Linked DNA regions of Ovis aries: region 1 is linked to region 2. The links are chromatin contacts, called in public Hi-C maps. All regions are on one chromosome and are shown on one strand. Each heading gives the region's core, a stretch centred on a gene start, on an enhancer-like site or on the middle of the called end of the contact. The rest is flanking DNA. Distances are from core to core; before and after follow the strand shown. Region 1 holds the start of REV3L (REV3 like, DNA directed polymerase zeta catalytic subunit). Region 2 overlaps FYN (FYN proto-oncogene, Src family tyrosine kinase).

Region 1 (2,700 bases), core at 102-2,601, 170 kb after region 2:
CGTTTCACAGGTGAGCAAACTGAGGCCCCGGAAAAAAACAATTTGTCCAAGGTCACGCCCAGTGTTAGTGACCAAGTCAGACAAAAACCTAATGGTTCCAATATTATGGACAACTCAGCTGCATCGCTTACTACACTTTTTTTTAACCCCTTGCTTTCACAACTGCACCCCTCCTTTTTGGATGAAGTTGTTTCGTCTAACGGGCCTTCCCTTTTGCTTTCTGGCCTTAGGCTAGTAAACCCTCACACAAACCATTAATGAGTAACACTGGGAGTCCACATCTGATGCGGTGACTTTCATGGGCCTTTTTCTTTGGCCGAAAATTTCGCTGAAGGGCTCTTAATCCTACATTCCGCCGAAGAAGGCAGGGGAGGAGGGAGGTCACTGGGAACTGACAAGTCCTTACATGTCCAGGCGCGCGCCCGGGACGCAGCCGGCGGGCCCCGGGAGGAAACCAAGGAAGGATATACTACGGCGAGAGGGAAGCAAAGGGGCGGGAGAAAAACACTGCGGTGGGAAATCCCTGTGCACTGGATCTGCCAACCCCTGGCAAAGATGAGCAGAGCCGAGCGTGAATAAATCTCATTAAGCGGCCGGGTGCAGACACTGCAGAACGGCGGCAGAGGCGGGGGCCCGGCGTCTCGCACGTTCGGGAGGGAACGGCGGGGCGGCCCTTTTATAGGCCGAAGCCCGCGCTCGCGCGCCCCCGCCCCTCGCGCCGCCCCCGGGCCGCGCGCGAGGCCGCAGCGTTACCTGAGAAGGGCCGGCTGCGTCCGCCACCCCCGCCTCCCGCGAGGCCGAGGCGGCACGAGATCTGCGGCTCGCCTACCCCCTCCACCCCGCCCCGCTCCCCCGGGCGGGTTTTCTTACCTTGTAAAAGGCCGTTTCCGCGGCTGCCCCCGCCTTCTCTGCAGGATGTGAAATGGCGGTCGGCGAGGCGAGCGCGATCGCCGCGGCTCCGGCCAATCCCGCCTAGCCGCCAAAAAACGACCCTGAACACTGGCGCCCCCCTCCCCGCCGGGCCCTCCGAGCCCATCCATGACATCGGTGCTCCGCCGCCCCCTCCCTCCGCTGCCCCTCACCCCAGGTGGCCGTGCCCACCGGCCGAGTCATCGATTCCCCGTGCCCAGCGCGGGCCCGGCTCTCCTGCAGCCTCCGCCCTCGCGGCGTGCCCGGGGGCGGGGGGAGAAAAACACCTACTCGGCCCCCCGCTTGGGTGTCCCGCTCGGGTGCCCGCCCCGCTCCCTCCCTTTCCCGCCGTGTCCCCTCCCCCAACTACTCTTGGCCCTCCCTTCGCCCCACACGCTCACACACACACAACCCCTTCTCCCCTCCCCCAGTGGTTGCGTCCGTGACATCATCATCATGGCAACAAGAGCTGCAGCCGGGGACCGAGGAGCCCGTGTAATTCCCGGCGGCGGCGGCAGTGGCGGTAGCACCAGCAGCAGCACCGACGAAAGCGCGAGGGCTTCTCCCCGGTCGCCCCTCGCCGGGTGCTCCTGAGGAGGCGGCGGCAGCAGTGCCCACGCCGCCCCGCCCGCCGCCGCGGCTCGCCGTGTCTGAGTGTGAGGGGAGGGGGCGCCGCCGCCGCCGCCGCCGCTGCTGTGGGGCCGCCGCTGCGGAAGGAACCGCCGCTGCTGCTGCCGTTGCCAGGTCGCTAGTGAAGAGGAGGCGGCGGCGGCGGCGGCAAACATGTTTTCAGTGAGGATAGTGACTGCCGACTACTACATGGCCAGCCCGCTGCAGGGGCTGGATATCTGCCAATCCCCCCTCACCCAGGCCCCTGTCAAGAAGGTGCCGGTGGTGCGAATCTTCGGAGCGACCCCGGCAGGTAAGCGGGCGCGGGGCGCGGGCGGGAGCGGCGGGCGCCCGGGCAGCTCTCCCCGCCGCGCACTCGCGCGCACGCCGCCGGCGCCGGCCCTCTCGGCTGATCGCCGCCGCGTCTTCCCTCCCCTTCGCCCTGCTCGCCTTTTCCTCCCGAGCATGACAAGAGGCGCAAAAATGTGGGTCCGCGAGAGCGTTCCGCCCCCTCCTCCCCCCATCCAACCCCAGGCGGGGAGGCGGCGGGCGCCGAGTGTTTACACTGCGTGGGGCGGTCGGGAGCCGGGTCCGCACACTCGGGGTCGCGCGGGCAGGCGGAGCGGGCGTCGCTCTCGCCCCGGAGGACGGGGTCAGGTGGCCGCGCCATGTCTTCCGTGAGCGGGCGCGCAGGGCCCCCCTCTGAGGTGGGTGACTGGTGGGACCTCGGACAGCCTCTGCGTCTCCCAAGTGCCCCTTGCTGGACGCGGCTTGAGGAGTAGGGAAGTGTCAGCTCTGTTGTCAGTCGCTCCTCGTCGCCTCTTCTCAGCAGCGCTCTCCTCTGCCCCTTCTGGAGATGCTGTGGGCTTAAGAGTGGCGCCTGGGGCCAGATAATCTTTCTCATTGAAGTGACCCTGTGGTTCTGCTGTGAGGGCAGATCGTAACTGCTTAGAGTTTCAAGTAAACCCTCGGAGTCTGGGGGCAGGGCTGCGCCCCCAGGTGCGTTGCTTTCAGGGAAGTGTGTATCCGCGGAAGAAGGAAATGCATGTTTATGTCGCCCAGTGTAAAACATCCCACTTAATAGCGTCAATTTCATAAGAACCACAGCTAAGCCCAGCAACGCAAACATTAAAGAAATGTCCCTATGCTGGGTTGCAGGATTGCATTTTAAATACATGTACG
Region 2 (2,700 bases), core at 80-2,579:
AGGCTGAATAGATTATTATCTGGAGGAAAATTCCCATATAAATTAGACTGCAAAGAATTCATAATTGTTGCAGTTTTCATGTTAATTATTTCATGTTAAAAAATTGCTGCTGCATAAATTAACACATTCTTTCATGGAGAACATATTTTAGAAAGATTTGTTACTTTAATAACTCTTTGTGTATTAGAAATCCCAGATGCCTGTACTAATTAAATATAATCAGATTTTGGATTCAAAAAGCACAGTAGCCATTTAACACAAACAAGCAGGCAGCTAGGTTGACAAACACAGTCAGGAAGAAGCAGATCCCTGCTTCTTTCAGATTTTGTATTTCACCATTCAGAACTGTGAATTCAATTCCTGTCCTTCCTTTGTACTGCCACGACTGGGGATTATCAGACTCAGAACGCCAGCTTTCCAGCTCAAGGGCTCCTGCAGAATTATTAATCAGCCTCTTCTGAGGCCCCTGTAATCCGGAGGCAGATCAAGGCTGATCTCGCCGCGAGATGCCCTCCCTGCTCCCGGCGGCACATGCGTTTCTTGTTCTCTGTCAACAACGGCATTGCCATTCCCACACAGTGTGCTGTGACCTGAACAGCAAATGTCAGGGGAGGAGGAGGGGGACGAAACCCTTTTAATTATTGAATTTAATCTAATTCTTCCCGTGCTAGAGAAGCAAATCATCCTTTGACAAAAAGCAAACCCTTTCCAGCTCAGCTATTGTTTTAAGCATGGAGCAGGAAGCTTATTTGTTTGAACTGACCGTGCCGCTGGGCTCGGTCAGGGTCGCTGGTCCCGGGGGTGGGGGGCGGGGGGTCCTGCTGAGAGCCCAAGGTTCTCCCCGCAGAACTCCCTGCCCTTGGCCAGGCCCTCCCAGCCCTCCTTCCTGCTGTTGCTGAGAGAGCTGCGTGCCGGAGCCCAGCCTGGTTCCAATCAAGCCTCCCAGATTCCGAGTTTGGTGCACTTCCGTCACAGGCAGAGAGAGCCTTCATTTGTATTCCGCCCCCGGCGGCCGGGCTTCCACCGGCTTTTCCGAGAGGGGCGCTTTGTTTATCTGCGCACCCACCGCGGAGCTCCGGGGTCAGGTTCTGCGCTGCGGGGAGTGGTCAGGCTGCCCGAGAGAGGCTGATGGGTGGGGCAGATCGTGTTTTCCTCTGAAAAGGGACGCGGGGCAAGCCAAAGACTAAAAGGAAAGGAAAACTCAACCCTGCCTCCTCCACTGTCTCTTTTAAAATTAAAACTGTTTGCTGGGAGGACACGGATTCATTCCATCCCCATAGCCTGGCTGCTCCCTGACTCTGCACCTGGGGGGCAGAAGGGAGGGGGACTGATGGGCCTGCTGTAAGCCCTGGTCACCGAGAGCTCAGCTTGTCTGAATATCTTTCCTCTTCTCTGCACTGGGCGGTCACGTTTTGTATTCCATATGGGTTGGTCTCTCTCTCTCTCTCTCTCTCTCTCTCTCTCTCCCCCTCCTTTGTGCTGTCTTGAGCAGAGCAATTTGGCAGTTGTTTCTGAATGGTCAGAGCAAGTCCTTGGTTTGTGCACCCACGTTCCTTAGTAATCATCAAGAAGGAAGCAGATGGTCACCCTCTGTGATTTTAAAGTGTGTAAATAGGCACTACAGACTGCCATCAAACATCAAGAATGTCACTTGGCTTCCTTGTCTTGCTTTGCTGACAGAGGATCTCCTGCGTTTGCATCATCCTGATAATCAGGGGCAGCCAGTGCATGTGAAAGCTGTCCAGTGTTTTGGAGGAGGGTACACAGCAGCACGGGGCTGGTCTCCCCAGAGGCACGGGCGGGGGCTGGGGGAGTGGTATGGGAAAGCACCCCAAAGTGGTTATCGTCTGCTCTACATCCTCTCTTCCTTCCGTTTCTTCCTGACTCCCAGCCAGACCCTTGGTATGACCACCAGCTGTTTCTGAGCAGTATCTCCAACCCGCGTCCCTTGCCGCCTAGCAGGCTTTGTGACATGATGTCGGACTGACCCAGGCCCACTGCCCCTGCTAGGGGTGACCAGATGACGTCTGTGTTGAGCTCAATTTCAGACGTGTGTTTTGACTTCAGTCTGAATTCTCACCACCCTGAACGGCAGCATACAGTTGCTTCCAGAGCACTACATGCAGCTCTCTTGCCTTTTGTTCTAGAGAAAAGGCCACAGATACAGTCTCCATCGTATCCAGAGTGTGCGTCAGAGATTTAGTTCTGCCTTTGCCTTCCTTGTAGTTCTTGGAATGCTGGAAGTATCCTTGGAGTTAGTCAGCATTCTGGTGTTCTAGAACAGCAAGCAGGGGCCCTCCTTTCTTCAGTTCCACCCAAAATAATCACTTCCAGAAGTCCCAACCACCTCCCCCCCCACACACACACACACACATACATATGCACACACACATACATGCACACACATTCAGCACTTCAGGCAAGTCTTTTCTTTGTTTGTTTTTTGGCCGTGCTGGTGGCGTGCAGGATCTTAGTTCCCCAACCAGGGATTGAACCTGTGCCCCCTGCAGTGGGAGCACAGTCTTAACCCCTGGACCAGCAGGGAAGTCCCAGACAAAGTCTTGCTGATGAATCTTAGAGCTCCTCCCTGAGAGCACGGGAACCAGACAGCATGATTTCTGGAGATGCTGGTTAACTTCATTCTTTGCTTTTGTGTTGCCAGTGAGAGTTCTCCTGAGTTGTCATTGGTCAACCTTGGGA

The links. Hi-C and Micro-C count contacts between places; a contact is called where the count stands out from the background.
Region 1: a contact with region 2 is called in a Hi-C map of muscle, with 2.4 times the contacts expected there. The contact joins the promoter of REV3L here to the enhancer-like site in region 2. A contact is called at or near these places in 4 of 16 Hi-C or Micro-C datasets (hypothalamus, muscle and tail adipose tissue).

Annotation. Positions count from the first base shown.
Region 1 is chr8:26,245,635-26,248,334 of ARS-UI_Ramb_v3.0, forward strand. It overlaps REV3L (REV3 like, DNA directed polymerase zeta catalytic subunit), which reads left to right and starts at 1,352. Exons shown (of 32, transcript XM_060419486.1): 1 at 1,352-1,831. The coding sequence starts at 1,693.
Region 2 is chr8:26,071,467-26,074,166 of ARS-UI_Ramb_v3.0, forward strand. All of the region lies in intron 12 of FYN (FYN proto-oncogene, Src family tyrosine kinase), which reads left to right. Among named protein-coding and RNA genes, the nearest start is that of TRAF3IP2, 63 kb to the right of the region's middle. Within about 2 kb of position 1,330, at least 40 of the 54 cell types and tissues checked have an H3K27ac peak or open chromatin away from gene starts, as enhancers often do. A contact at or near this core is called in hypothalamus, muscle and tail adipose tissue, where this site is marked.